Linked DNA regions of Mus musculus: regions 1, 3, 4 and 5 are each linked to region 2. Evidence: chromatin contacts called from public Hi-C, HiChIP or PLAC-seq and promoter capture Hi-C data. All regions are on one chromosome and are shown on one strand. The core of a region is the stretch at or near the end of the contact, and the rest is flanking DNA. Distances in the headings are between cores, read along the strand shown.

Region 1 (2,723 bases), core at 138-2,637, 800 kb before region 2:
TGGCTGCCTTGTACTTGGCTTGCCAAAGGTCACTTCTTCCTACAGACAAATCAGCTCTATGGGATGGATCCTGGGATTGGAGACCCGGGCCTCCCCCTCTTCCCCTACTTTCTACAACCTTCCTTCCCTCTCTTCTGGACCAGCTGCTAGTAGTTCACACTGTCCTCTTCGGGGTAGGAAAGGAGGAGCCTGCTGCTGTCATTGATGTCAGCTCAGGTCTAGCCTGGTCTAAGACAGCCTTCTGCCAGAACTGTTGCAGTGTCTTCCTCCTCAGTTTCCCCGTGCTTCCCCTTGGCCCTCCACACACACAAAATCTGCCATGGGAGCTTCCTTGAGATCCGGGAAGATCCTCATAGCCCGGGATCCTCCAGTGGCCAGGAGTGACGGTGCACGCCTGTGATCCTTGGGCTCAGGAGGCCCAGGCAGAAGGGTCATGAGTGAGGTCAGGAAACCTGAGCTAGACAATGAATCCAAACTGGGGCTAATGTTGTGAGAACCCCAACTCAAAGAAAACAAGACAGAAGGAACCTTCAGTGGTTTCTCATGTCAGTTAGAATGGAATCCTCCCTCCTCTGGTGAATTTACAGGGCTTTTACATCGCCCGCTTCCTGCCTGATATTATGACAATTCCCTTCCCTCACTCCATCTCACCTCTGGCTTCCCTCCCTCTCCCTTTTTCTCACAATGCATACCTTATCATATGCCGTTCCATGTCCACTGAACACTGTTCCCACTGCTTGCTAATTACCTCCAGCCTCGGCTTGGGACTTAACTCCTCAGCTGGAGTCAAATCCACCTCTGCTGCCTACACATCCCTATTTAACATTTGTGCGTGTCACAAATGCTGCCAGGGCAGGGCAGGGCAGGGCAGGGCAGGGCAGGGCAGGGCAGGGCAGGGCAGGGCAGGGCAGGGCAGGGCAGGGCAGGGCAGGACTTGTACCCGAATCTGCCCCATGACCTAGCACACAGTTCAAATTTTAACAACAGGTTTATGAACGGTGCACTCTGGCTCCCCCTTAAGGTGGGAGTGGGTATTTCCTAGGTGGCACTGAGCCAGCCTTCCCACTTGCTAACTCCCATGGCCCAAGGCTTATGCTGTGATTTGTTGATAGCCTCACATGATCTTAGCTACTCGAGAGTAACAAAATGACAAAGGACCTCGGGATGCTGCAGGACTGGGGAGCTGAGTGCCTCATCTCCATGGTTAATGGTGGGCATTTTGAAGGTCTCAAGTTCCACCATGAAAAATAGGTTCTGTCATCTCACCAGAACATTCTTTGTACCAAACCGAGAGAATTCCAGTTTACTCTTAGCCTGTCTTCACCCTGATCCTAACATCATCTTACCTCAGGTGACTGACAGGCCCTTCCCCGTCCCCCCCCCCTGCTCCGCCCCCCCCCTGCTGCCATCAGAGAAGCTACTTGCATGGGGGGGGTGCTATTCTTGCTGTTGACCCCATTCCTGCACCTCTAATGAGGCCTGGCCTTTTCCATGCCCAGTGTCTGATCCTATAAACTTCCAGGACACTTGTGTGAGGGGGCCCCGGGCAGTGACACAGTGGGGACCAGCTCAGGAAAGACATGAGGCCAAGTGCTCTGACTCACGCTGAACCAGGGCTCAGTCCCTGTCCACACTCATATCTGCTAGATTGGTTCAATGTGGCACTGACTCTCCACCCCCCAACCCCCCACTGTAACCTTTCCCCTAGCAAACACACCAGTCTCTTGGGACATTTTTCACCTTCACCTCCATGTGCAGCTGCCAAAAGCTTTCCGTTTCTACCTTAAAGACTGAAACCCCAGTAGATGGTTCAATCTTGCGACTGCTCCCAGATTCTTTTGGGTTTTTTTTGGGGGGGGGATGGGTCTCATGCTGAAGTGTCAGCTTTTGAACTACTGGTCTCCTGCCTCTGTCTCCTGAGGTGTGAGGATGATAGGGGTGGGATACTCTGTCTGCTAAGCCCTGCTTTCTATCCTTGGCTCCAACGTCTCCATCTCCCCTCCCCACTCGCCCTCCCCTGGTCCCTCATCTGCAGAGTCCCACCCTGACCACAGAGCATCTCTGCTGTGCCCCTGCTCCCTCGTCCTCAGCCAGGGCAGCCTGGAGGACTTTCCCCTGGCCAGAGCCCAGAGCATCACTCTAGATAAGCCCCTCCCTCATGGTCTCTGAGCACTGTGATCCATCTGCTCACTTTCCTGAATGGCTGTGTCATCCACTCTTCTCTTCCAATGTTTCCCTGGTTGAAGTTGGTCCTGACCCACCCTCACCCCTACATTGGCTTCCCACGGATTCCTTGCCTCTGGTTCACCTCCCTCAAGAAGCACTAGAAACCCACCCACAACCTCCCCCACTCGGCCCCCAGGCATGAAATCCTCCGTGGCTAGCCATCATGAGCACCTCACTCAGATGCTGGCCCCTCCCACCTCACCAGTACCGCAGCAACCCAATGCCTGGTAATACCCAGCCTTTGTTCATGTTATGCCCTCCACCTGGAGCCTTCCCTTCTGCTCTTTGCCCAATGCTCTCCTTCAGATATGCTACTTAGATTACATCCCTCCTCTTCCAGGAAGCCTTCCCTGAACTATACTTCAGGTTCCTCTTCGGTGGTGGGGGGGGCACACAACCCCCTGGGCATCCCTCAACTCTGTATTCTGGAGTATGGCTATCTCAAGACATGTTTCCCACTGGACTGAGGGCAAGGCAGCTTGGGTCAGAGTCCCCAG
Region 2 (2,915 bases), core at 130-2,629:
AGGGGTCTCTGTCTCTTTCAACAGACAAAGCCACAAAGGGTCTGAGAGACAGAGACAATCTCCCACACACACCCAAGGCATGCAACAATGCCACATTTGGATACACTGGGACTTTCCCACAGACGGAATCAGAGGTAAGTGAGCCACCCACAGGGCCCAGTGACACCACACTGTCACCGGTAGACACATGCAATTTCTACTTGTTCACGGAACCAAAAGACATCCAAATGTGGATGTCAGGCGCACAGCAGCTGAGCCCCAACCACATGCACACATACTCAAATCACAATGAGAGCTCACGGAGGTAACTCACAGACGTAATTCATGGTGAATTATAGGTACAGTCAGCCAAGAGACTGAAGCGGAATGCTGTACAAGTCACAATGAGGCACAAGCTCAGAATGTGTGATTTGCACACGGTGCCACAAAGAAAATGAGACACGTCTCACACACAACCACAGTGGGTCCAAGAGCACCAGATGCACTCGACCTGGGTGGTAGCCATCACACAGAAGATGATAGATAACATACAGACAGCCACACAACATTGCCCCAAAGAATCCCAGCTGTTACACACACACACACACACACACATACACACACACACACACACACACCACGCTGAGCACAATCACAAACGGAAACCCGCAGGCACAGGTGACCAGGCAGGAGTGGCGGGGGCGGGAGGGGGGCAGAACACACCCGACCCCCACCCCGCCGAGATCTCAGGCTCAAAGAAGCTCCTTTTCCCCAGCCCCCACGACAAACGGGGACCACCGACCGGAGGATCTGCGGGGCCTGCCCAGTAATGGGGATGGGGGGTGGGGCTGCTCGCGGCCCTTTCATCTGGGTGTTGGGTCAGGGCTCCCCGTAGGGGGACGATCAGGGCCTAGAGGAGCTCCCCGCTGCCCATATGCGTCCCAGGCCGGTAGTGACGCCCCAATCTTGGGTCTCGCCGCCAGGTTGCAATCCCTCACGTGTACCCCTTCTGGTCCCCAGCGGGGTCGCTCCTACATGCACCAGCTTGGAAACCCAGCTCCGGCCCTCTGCCGCAGCCCGATCGCACCACCGTCCCCGCTTCCCACCCCGAGGCCCGGTGCTTACTCGAACATGGATGCGGCGCCCCGGCTGCAGGGCAGGACCCGGCCGGCTGCTCTGAGATGGGCCTCCCGGGCCTCGCCTGCCTCGGCCGCCGCCTCCACCGGACCCTGCCACCCGCACAAAAGGCCGGAGCCGCCGGAGGCCGCCTCGGCGTCAGCGACACCCCCTTCCTGCTCCCGCCCCGCGCGTCACGGCGCCGCCCCCGCCGGGAGGGGGACATGGACGCGAGCGCGGGCCTAGGCCTAGGATGGCTGGGGAAAGAGTCCGGCTGGGAGACAGAAGAAAATTTTTATTTAAAATGAGCAGCCTGGGCGGGGCGTGATAGCGCACGCCTCACATCCCAGAGGCTGAGACAGGAGGATTGGCATGAGTTCGAGGCCAGCTTGGGCTACATAATGAATTCCAGGCCACTGGAATGCAGAGTGAGAATTTGTCTTCAAAACAAATGAGCAAACAAGTTTAAACACCCTGGGCTTCTCCCCTGGACCCAGAAGAGTCTCTGAGAAGTGGGATGGAGGTGGGTGACAGGCTGATGCTGGGAAGAACTGGCCTGGGGCGGAAGTCTGGGGGTGGGGTCGGGGAACCACAGCTGGAGGGTGGAAAGCCTCTTCCCGTTCTCCCCACCCAGCCTCAGAACCTCAGTTCCTGCCTTAGAAGCGTTCACTTTTCCGCGCGCGCGTGTGTATGGAGACTTCCCCAGCCTAATCGTGCAGACCACGTCAGATTCCAGCCCACCCGGCTCCTAGCAGTGCTGTGTGCGCTTGGGCAAGTCCCTCAGGCCTGGGGAGCCCCCTGCTCCCAGGCAAGGGGTTTCCCCCAGAACAGCACAGGGGCAGGGCTCATCAGCGTTTTTGATACTGGGAAGCCTGCCGAGCCTCAGGACGGGAAATGACCATACATTGCAGTGTAGGACGAGTTCTTGTGCCAGCCAGCCCTGCACCCACCTCTGCAAGCCAGGCGTGGTTGTCGTCCTTGTTGGAGAACACAATGTGAACGAGCCTCTGGCTTTGGGACCCAGCCCAGGGATTTCTCCCCACCCCTCTTCGGCCTTCAGCCTCTTGTCCAGCTACAGTAGGCCCAGTCCCACCTTGTTTGGTTTCCATTCCTATCCCGCTCTGTTACCACTTACAGCCAGAGCTCTAGCCTGTGAATCGCCAAGTCTGGCCAGAGGCCTCTTGGCTTCAAGCCCTACCCTGGCTCCACCTCATTCCTTGTTTTAAAAAAAAAAGTGCTCATCTTGGTGTCCAGAGCCCTCCTGATTGGGCCCCTTCCACCTGTCTGTCTAACTGGTTCCTCCTTAGCCTCCTGGTTGATTATCCCAGGTGTCAATCTACCCCCCTGCTCATCCCACCTGCCTCCGGCCTCAGGACCTTTGCACTGCTATCCCTTCCACAGGAGGAAGCTCGCTCTTCTTGCATGGCTGCCTTCCATCTTTCTGTGTTGCTCTTTTTATACGTCCGTAGCTTGTTTACTCTTAGAAAGACATTTACTTCGGTGGTGAGGGCTTGGGTGGGTTGGATATCATTATATAGCCTGGGCTGGCCTCAAACCTCAGTATGTAGCTGAGTCAGGGCTCGAATTTATGAACTTGCCTCAGCCTCCTAAATGCTGGGATTACAGGCAGGAACCACCAACCGCACAAATTTTTACATTTTTACTTAGTGAATATTCATTTCAAATAAAAGTGTATAATGGCCATCTGTGTCCTCACCATAAGACATAAGAGGTTCAGTATGCATAAAAAGCCTCATTAATTTCGTTAAAGGTTCTGAATTGTTTCTAAGGACAATGGAAAGTCATTAAAGTATTTAAGT
Region 3 (2,700 bases), core at 15-2,514, 590 kb before region 2:
CTTTTCCTCCCACCCAGCGCCTAGCCTCTGTCATCTTTTCTGATCCACCTCCTTTTATAATGCAGACAAAAGAACCTTCCTAAAAGAAAGCCAAGCCTACTGGGCATAATAGCATATGTCTGCTATCCCAGCACTCTGGAGGCTGAGGTAGGAGGATCAAGAGTTTCAAGGTCAGCCTCAGCAATGAAAGATCCTCTCTCAAACAATAAGCAAAAGAAAGAAAAAATACAAAGACAGACAGACAACACAACGTGGCTTTGATCTTCTCCAGCACAGAACCCTCAAGGAGTCTTCAATCCTGACTCCAGAAAATGGGGTCTGTACTCAGTCTGGCGTTTCCAAACCCACCCTTGTCCTACCTGCATAGTTGTAGTGAGGCTCCCTCCACTATATATATTTCTCTCCTCCCACCCCCAGTTCTTCACTATATAGCCTTGGGTTGGCATGTTGTTTGCTAAGTAGGTCAAACTGGCCTTGACTTCAGAGATCCGTTTGTCTCTGTTCTCCATGCCCTGGGAATAAAGGCAGCTGCCAACACGAACAGCCCTCTCTCCACTCACTGCATCTCTGAGGATGTCCACTCAAGCTTTGTTGTTGTTGTTTGTTTGTTTTTTTGCACTTTGGGGTGTACCTTTACCAACTCACTCCTTCTTCAAAAACCTCCCTAGACTACCCACTTCCCTCAAAGGAAAAGTCGAAAGTCCCTTCCCAGAACCCACAGATCTGTCCTCCTCCCCTCCCATCTCTCTGCCTCCGTTTCCTCACGGCTGCAGTCGCCCTAGCTGCTCTGCTGCCCGCTTCCTTCCTACACCCTGCCACTCCTCCCACCTTGTCTATTTATCACCCTACACCCTAGCGTTATTGGAATGCACAGCCAGTGAGGATTGATTCAGGGACACTCCACAATTGATGACTCATGCCCACTGTCAGAAATGGGGAAAGTGAGGTAGAAAAAGAAAAGGACCCTTTTTAGAGGATCCTGTCATATGGGCTGCAGAGAGATGTCGCGTACTCCGCTTTTTCACTATTAACATATCTCTCCTGGATCCCCAGTCCTCACCTGATTTCTCCACTTTCACCTTTACCGGGAACATGATTTGGGTGCAGGTCTAATGCGCTGGATCAGAAAAACTTGGAGGAGGTGTGGTTCAAAAGCTAGGCGGAAGGCGGGCAGGGAAAGGTCAAAGGTAAGTCTGGGCACCACTGGTCCTCGGGCCTGAGCACTGTCCAGCCGCGACTGCCTTGGCGGCCACTTCCCTTCTTCCCCTTCTGTAGGCGGGACCCTTTGGCAACTGCTTTTTCCCACTAGTTGATGAAAACGTCAATTTCATTTGCTGGCCAATTGACAGCCTGTACTATTGGCTCCCAGCCTTAGGCTCCACCTTCCCGAGGCCCTGTATCCGGAAACAAACCAACGACAAGCCAGGCACCTGGGGGGCGGAGGTGGGGGTTGTGATTCAAACTTCCGAGGCTCAAGACGGAGGTAATGCGCCTGCGCCGCAAGGAGCACTATGGGAAGCAAAGACTCAGACATCCCAAGGCTTTTCGGGATTTGTAGTGTTATATTTTAGTATTGCCACTAAACCTATTTCCAGCTCCTAAGTAACTATCATAGTCACTGACATCCTTCACAGGAAGATCATTCTGGAGACGGACTGGATCCTTTCTGACAGAGAGCTCGCTAGGTGTATTTCTCAGCTAACTCTCTTTCATTTAAATACTAAAAGCGCTGGGTACTCATCCACATAGTGAGGACGCTTTAACGAGCAAAACAGGCAAAAATCCTTGCTGAGAATGTGTCTTATCGTGTAGAGGATAGACGATAGTCAATAAACAAGCCAAAAATTCTAAGTGAAATGTAATGGGAACACACAAATATGTAAAAATACTCAATAGGGAACATCAAAGTGGGGACTGAGACTTTATCATTATTTATTTATTGCCTCACTCTGGCTCAGTCTAGCCTGAAGCTCATTATGTATGTGACCCAAGCTGTCTCTGAACTCCCGGAAGGCCTCCTGCCTCAGCCTCCCCAGTGTGTGATTAACACAACAACCTGTTGGGTATATGCTTTTCTTAACTTATTGGGGGGTGGGGCACACCTGTAGCAGTCAGATCACTTACAGGATTTGAGGATCAAACGCAGGTCATGACTGGCAGCAAGTGTCCCTACCATTGAGTTATCTCACTAGACTCTTTGCTGAAATTATGTTGACACAGGGTATCACTACAAACCCCAGCTGGCCTGGAAGTCACAGAAATCCACCATGCCTCTGCTTCCCAAGTGCTGTGGTTTCAGACATAAGCCACCAAAATCATGAAATATTTATTTATTTATTTTTGAGACAGGGTTTCTCTGTGTAGCCCTGGCTGTCCTGGAACTCACTTTGTAGACCAGGCTGGCCTCGAACTCAGAAATCTGCCTGCCTCTGCCTCCCAAGTGCTGGGATAAAAGACGTGCACCACCACTGACTGGCCATGAAATTTTAAATGAGAAGATCAAGATGCCAGAGAAAGGGCTTGCTCACTTGTTGAGCGCAGTAGTTAAGGGGATTCACATGGTGTCTAACAACCATGTATAATTGCAGTTCTAGAGGATGCTGATGTCCTCTTCTGGTTCCCATGGGCACTACATAAAAGTACACACACACACACACACAAAACTAAATCAAGAATAAAGAATAGGCTGGGTGGTGGCGG
Region 4 (2,700 bases), core at 131-2,630, 730 kb before region 2:
CAGCTGGGTGGTGAAGAGTCAAGATGGGACCTGGGAAGGGCTCTGAGATTAGGATCGTCACAAGCCAGGGGCGTGCTGTGGGACAGACTTAAGGGTTGCAGGCGCTGCTGAAGTTACAAGGGCTAAGGCTTCTTTCATTCCTCACCTGCCGATGTCTGACTTGCAGCCACTGTGGAAAAACCCAAGAAGGTGGATGGAGGTTGGAAGTACAGGGGAGCAAACCCCAACACCCAGGCTTAGGGCAGGTGGGATGCTTGAGTGTAGTGTGAATTTTGGCTTCTTAAAAAAAAAAAAAGCGAAAAACAGTTGTGTGAACATGCTTTGTTTTAATCTCAGGTCTGGGATATGGGGATGCTTAAGATTGTCCACGGTAGCTATGATTTGTCTCGTGCTCTGGCAGGGGCGTGATTCTGCCAGCTGAAGCTAATTAACTTCTGGAATTCTGGGGACTCTTGAGAGGCTGGGAAAATGCCAGAGCCCTGGAGGCTGTGGCTCCTCCCCCTGCTGTTGCTGCATTGGCTGTTTGCTGGATGGCTGGTGGTTAAATGCTTTTTGGCTACTTTACTGGGGTCTAGCACCCTTCTCCATCCCAGTCCCTTCCAACCCCCCTAACACCAGGTAAGCAAGAAAGAAGATTAGAGGGGGAAGGGGTTGTAGACCACTTTAGACAACTTCCTGCTGGTTAGGGGTGTCAAGTTCTAGGGACAAGCTCTTAGGATGTCTCTAACCAGCAATCCAGCAAAAGGGGCAACAATCGGAGCACTAGCCACTGTTGCGGCCTCTAGGGCTCTGGCCTCTTTATACCGCTCAAGAGTCCCCAGAATTCCAAAAGTAAACTATCTTCAGCTGGCAGGATCACACCCCTGCCAGAGCATGAGACAAATCATAGTCACCTGCCACGGGCAATCTTAAGCAGCCCCATATCCCAGACCTGGGATTAAAACAAAAGTGTTCACATAGCGTAACTACATTTTTAGAGAAACCAAAAATTCTCACTGTTCTTAAGACCTAACTAAACTCCACAGTGGAGAGGTAAACTGGAAGGAGAGCTCCCCCCCCCCACCCCCTCCACAGCCACCAGAAAAGGGAAATAGAAGTGACTCAGCAGGGCTTCAGAATCCCATGCCCAACCCCCAAGGACTCAGGGGCACAGGGAGACCGACTTCCTCTCTGTGCCTCTGACAGCAGATGGCAGCCTTTCTGTCCCCTCAACCCCAGCACTGGCTTCACCTGGGAGCAGAAGCAGGAACAGGAGGTAGCCTGGGGGGTCCATGCTGGGCTGGGACCTGAAGGGATCTGGCCAAAACTGTGGTCCAGGGAAGTCCTCAGAACAGTAGAGGAGAAGAGAGGCAGCTAGGACGGATGTCACCCCGATGGTGACAATGCTACCTACTTCCTGTGTGGGTGCATGTGTGTCAAGACTTCCTTTGGAGAACAAATATGGGGGAGTCAGAGCCCAGAGAAGCTTCCGTGATCATCTCGGTGGAGTGGCAAGAGGACCATGGTGTGGGCACCAGGGAGATTATGGAAATAAGCTGGAGGTAGAGCCAACAACACTTGGGGAGGAGGGGGGGTGTGTTTGAGAAAGGGGATCATGGTGACTGTCGTTCCCAGCCTGAGCGAGATTAGAAGAGTGGAGAGTGGGTTGAAAGATAGTGAGGAAGCACTGGTTAAGGAGGGAGAGAAGGGCTGCCTGTGTTTGGGCACACTGAGTTGAAAATACCTAACAGATCTTTCTGGAAATGTGAATGCCCACAGGTAGGGTTCAGAGTCTAGGGACAAGACTGGTCCTGACACGTAAATCTGAGAGGGTTGATGGTTGGAGGACACGTGTAAAGCCATAGACTGGGTGAGATTGTTAAAGAGATACACACACATGCACACTGCCAGAGAGTGCAAGGGAAGCTGAGGGCAGGGCAGAAGCAAGGGAGGGGAGACCCAACCCCCGGCAGTGTTGTAAGAGAGAAGGAGAGATTTGGTCATCACAGTTCAATGCCAAGGAAGGTCACCAAGTGGGAACTGAGAATTGTTGGTTGCCTGGTGGACTGGGAATTCCTGTTTGGCTCACACCTCTCTATCTCCAGTGCCCAGCAAAGTGTCTCCTTTATGTTAGCAGAGTTCTTTAAATGGTGAATAAGTAAGCCAGGCATGATTGCCCAAGCCTGTATGTCCAGCACTAGGGAGACAAGTGAGGAAAAAAATAAATGGCTGTGAGTTCAAGGCTAGCCTGGCTGTTTTAGCAGGTGCATGGCCAGGCCAGCTACTTGGATGTAGGAAGCCCCTGTCTCAAAAACAAAGTGTTGGTAGGGAGAAGGTTTGGGATAAAGGTACTTGACTTGTATTAGGGCCCCATAACTGTCACAAAAAGGCCGGTATCTACAGTAGGCTTCAGAGCACGTGGTCTTCCACCTCCAGGGGAGTTCACACACTTTTTTTTAAAAGGCAAATATTGGAACCAGACAGAGTGGCACACGCCCTTAATCCCAGCACTTTGGAGACAGAAGCTGGCATATTTCTGTGGATTCTAAGGCCAGCCTGGTCTACATGGTGAGTTTCAGGACAGCTAGAGCTACATAGTTTGACTCTGTCTCTGGGGGTAGGGTGGAGTTGGGGCTGAAAAACAAACAAAAGAGCCAATATTGGTAGTTGATATGGCTCCAATATCTATAACCCAACATTTGGGAAATGGAAGCAAGAGAA
Region 5 (2,700 bases), core at 35-2,534, 840 kb before region 2:
CATGAATTACAGGACAGCAAGTCTTCCTGCCCTCTGTACCCTGAGAAACCCCCAGTGCCTTGTATGAAGCCCACCCCACATGGCCCACAGTCCCTGTGCTGGCCAAGGCTCCCAGAAAATTCTCTATTTTTTAAAGTGATAACTTCCCCCCTTTGGGGGGAAATCCCCAAATTTGGAGGCCCCATTCTAGAACTCTGGGGAGTTCAAATTCCAGAGAGAATATATATTATATATGTCCCCAAATTTCCCATCCCTCCAAGCCCCACGATCTCTAGAAGACCCCAAATTTCTAATTCCCAGGACTTCCCTACCCAAGTAACAGAATCTTCAAATCCCCAGGGAATCCCAAACTTAAGACCCCAATCCCAAGCCCTCAGGAAACCCCAACTACAAGGTCCTAAGGACTGGGAGGAAGGACCCTGTTGCCAGGCTCTCAGGGCATCTCAAACCTGACTCCCAGGCACCAGGAGACCCCAAACAGGAAGTCCCATCTTTGGAACAAGGATAGAGGACTCTAATACTCTTAGTCCATGGATCATCTAATCTCTCAACCTCCAAATTCCATGGGCCCCAGCTTCAAGGGAACCCCCAAGTCCCAAATCTCTGATTACTAATATGTGCAGGGCCCCAGGGCTCTAACAGGACCCCAAGTCATGGAGTCCCTACTTCAATCTACCTTCCGGTCACAGGTCCAAGACACTAAATCTGAGTCATTGGCCCCAAAGGACTTCACAGCTCCTGGGCCAGACCAACAGCCTGCGGGAGAACCTGAGGGCCCCATAGGTCCAGAGCAGACCTGGGGCCCTGACCACCAAGGACAGCTCACGACTGCCCCTTCACTGCATGTCCCTAAAATCAGCATGACTCCTGTCCTCTTCAATAAAGACGTTTCTATGGCCTTCTTGTGTCAGGTCACTGGGGGGTTACTGCATTGACCCTGTGCCCTTGCTGGGTAAGAATGGCAGAAGGTTTGTTTGTTTGTTTAATGTCCTGTCCCTGTGTCAGTGACATAGGACTTACAACTTGACCTGCAGAAGGCTAAGCCCTTCACGCTCCTTTCCTGCAGTCGCCCTCGCTGTGGGTCTCAACTGAGTCCACAAGGACACGCAGGTCTGTTAGGTTCTGGAGTACTGATTGGTAGGAACCAGGCGAAGTCCCGCCTGAGTTTAGGACACAACCTATGCCTGAGCGAGGATGGCGGATGCTGAGTGAGAGCGTGGATAGGCTGGAGGGCGGGCCCTTAGGTTCTCTGAGTATGCCCAGTGGTCTAAACCTTCCTGCGTCAGTAATGCTTGGCGGAAGTGGCAGGGGGGGCGTGCGAGGATGCGCGCGTTGAGTCTGGATATCCGAGAAGACGCTGTAGACGGTCAGATTTATTTTGGGGAGAGAGGGGAGTCTTGGGGACGGGGGGAGCGGTAGGAGTGAGTGTCCAAAGGACTGAATGTGGAGGTCTAAGGCGACTCAGGGTGAGAGCTCTAGGGGGCTCAGTGTGGAATCCTGACACTCAGGGTCTGAGAGGTTCTACAGGGGAAGAAACTTTGGCAATCTGGCTCAGATCTGAGGGTGCTGAAGTGGGTTCTGAGTGGGGAGATAAGAGGAAGCTGGGAGTGGACAAGTCTGAGAAAGCTCAGAATGGGAGATGTGAAGGAGCCGAGGTGAGAGGAGGGAGGGTCTTTAGGCTCGGAGGGACCTGTGCTTACGATTGCATTCGAGAGAGGCTTCATGTGTGGGCGCGTTCTCTGTGATGCTTGGGAAGAAGATTCACGTATACTTTGGTGGGCAACGGTGGACAGAGCGATGGAGGATTTTACTGACTGCTGATATCCGGGCTGGGAAATGGGGGTCGCGGGACGGGGAGTGATCTTCGGGTGGCTTTGAGAAACTGAAGACTCCAGCGTTGAAGATTGGAGTTTATAGGAAGTCTGAGGGTAGGGTCTGGCCCCTAATGGGCTGGAAGGAAGGCTGGTCACAGCTTGAAGATAGGAGGCTTAGTGACTTCCTCCTCCCCACAGGACGGCGCACAAGGAGTTGGTATCCATGGAGGAGCAGGACGCCAGGGTCCCAGCACTGGAACCTTTCAGGGTGGAACAGGTTGAAAAGGCTGGGGTGTAGAGGAATGTGGGAACGATGGGTGTGAGGTGGGTGGAGTGACAGACTCATTCCTGGGTCTCTTGGTTGGACTGCCCCAGCTCTCCTCAGAGTATAGCCGGCTGCCCCACTTCCAATATGCAGTTTCATAGGCCATCCCAAGTCTCTCTCCAAAGGGAAAGGTTGCCCAGTCACGATAGGATCCCTGTGTTGGGCAAAGCTGTTCTTAACCTTGCTAGCGCTGGGACCCTTTAATATAGTTCCTCATGTTGTGGTGATTCTCCCCTCCACTATAAAATTATCTTTGTTGCTACTTCATAACTATTTTATGAATCATAATGTAAAGGTCTGTACTTCGTGATGGTCAGCAGGGGGTCGCGACCCACAGGTTGAGAACCACTGTCCCAACGGTAGTTCTTAATTTTATAGGCGCCACCTCTAATCTACTATGTCCCTGACTTCATCTCCAAGGAAGAAGAGGAATATTTGCTTCGACAGGTACCTCTTTCTCTCTCTCGCTCATTTTTAGCGTGTGTGTTTGTGTATGTGTGTTTGTTTCTGTGGTCACATGACATAAACATAAACGTTTATTGGGGGAGGGGTCATCCGTCC

What was found. Hi-C and Micro-C count contacts between places; a contact is called where the count stands out from the background. HiChIP or PLAC-seq counts read pairs in DNA pulled down with a chosen protein or histone mark. Capture Hi-C pulls out chosen DNA fragments and counts their contacts.
Region 1: an HNF4G HiChIP or PLAC-seq map of pancreatic cancer cells shows a contact between it and region 2. The contact joins the promoter of 4930479H17Rik here to the promoter of Gramd1a in region 2. A contact is called at or near these places in 1 of 39 promoter capture datasets (pre-B cells) and 2 of 115 datasets of contacts at active chromatin or transcription factors (bone marrow-derived macrophages and pancreatic cancer cells).
Region 3: a promoter capture Hi-C map of adipose tissue shows a contact between it and region 2. The contact joins the promoter of Lin37 here to the promoter of Gramd1a in region 2. A contact is called at or near these places in 1 of 39 promoter capture datasets (cranial neural crest), 3 of 484 Hi-C or Micro-C datasets (CD4 T cells, the G1E-ER4 cell line and uterus), 1 of 115 datasets of contacts at active chromatin or transcription factors (memory CD8 T cells) and 2 of 9 other capture datasets (adipose tissue and liver).
Region 4: a contact with region 2 is called in a Hi-C map of CD8 T cells, with 3 times the contacts expected there. The contact joins the promoter of Hcst here to the promoter of Gramd1a in region 2. A contact is called at or near these places in 1 of 39 promoter capture datasets (neutrophils), 2 of 484 Hi-C or Micro-C datasets (CD8 T cells and natural killer cells), 1 of 115 datasets of contacts at active chromatin or transcription factors (pro-B cells) and 1 of 9 other capture datasets (liver).
Region 5: a FOXA1 HiChIP or PLAC-seq map of pancreatic cancer cells shows a contact between it and region 2. The contact joins the promoter of Alkbh6 here to the promoter of Gramd1a in region 2. A contact is called at or near these places in 1 of 39 promoter capture datasets (pre-B cells) and 1 of 115 datasets of contacts at active chromatin or transcription factors (pancreatic cancer cells).

Annotation. Positions count from the first base shown.
Region 1 is chr7:30,352,559-30,355,281 of GRCm38.p6, forward strand. It overlaps 4930479H17Rik (a long non-coding RNA gene), which reads right to left and starts at 1,388. Exons shown (of 3, transcript XR_881936.2): 1 at 693-1,388.
Region 2 is chr7:31,149,792-31,152,706 of GRCm38.p6, forward strand. It overlaps Gramd1a (GRAM domain containing 1A), which reads right to left and starts at 1,380. Exons shown (of 19, transcript NM_027898.4): 1 at 1,105-1,380. The coding sequence starts at 1,112.
Region 3 is chr7:30,558,382-30,561,081 of GRCm38.p6, forward strand. It overlaps Lin37 (lin-37 homolog (C. elegans)), which reads right to left and starts at 1,265. Exons shown (of 9, transcript NM_029377.2): 1 at 1,061-1,265. The coding sequence starts at 1,094.
Region 4 is chr7:30,418,474-30,421,173 of GRCm38.p6, forward strand. Hcst (hematopoietic cell signal transducer) reads right to left here and starts at 1,381. Exons shown (of 4, transcript NM_011827.3): 1 at 1,231-1,381; 2 at 146-169. The coding sequence starts at 1,273.
Region 5 is chr7:30,307,469-30,310,168 of GRCm38.p6, forward strand. Alkbh6 (alkB homolog 6) reads left to right here and starts at 1,285. Exons shown (of 7, transcript NM_198027.3): 1 at 1,285-1,366; 2 at 2,013-2,091; 3 at 2,518-2,586. The coding sequence starts at 2,038. Clip3 (CAP-GLY domain containing linker protein 3) reads left to right here. Exons shown (of 14, transcript NM_001360763.1): 14 at 1-899.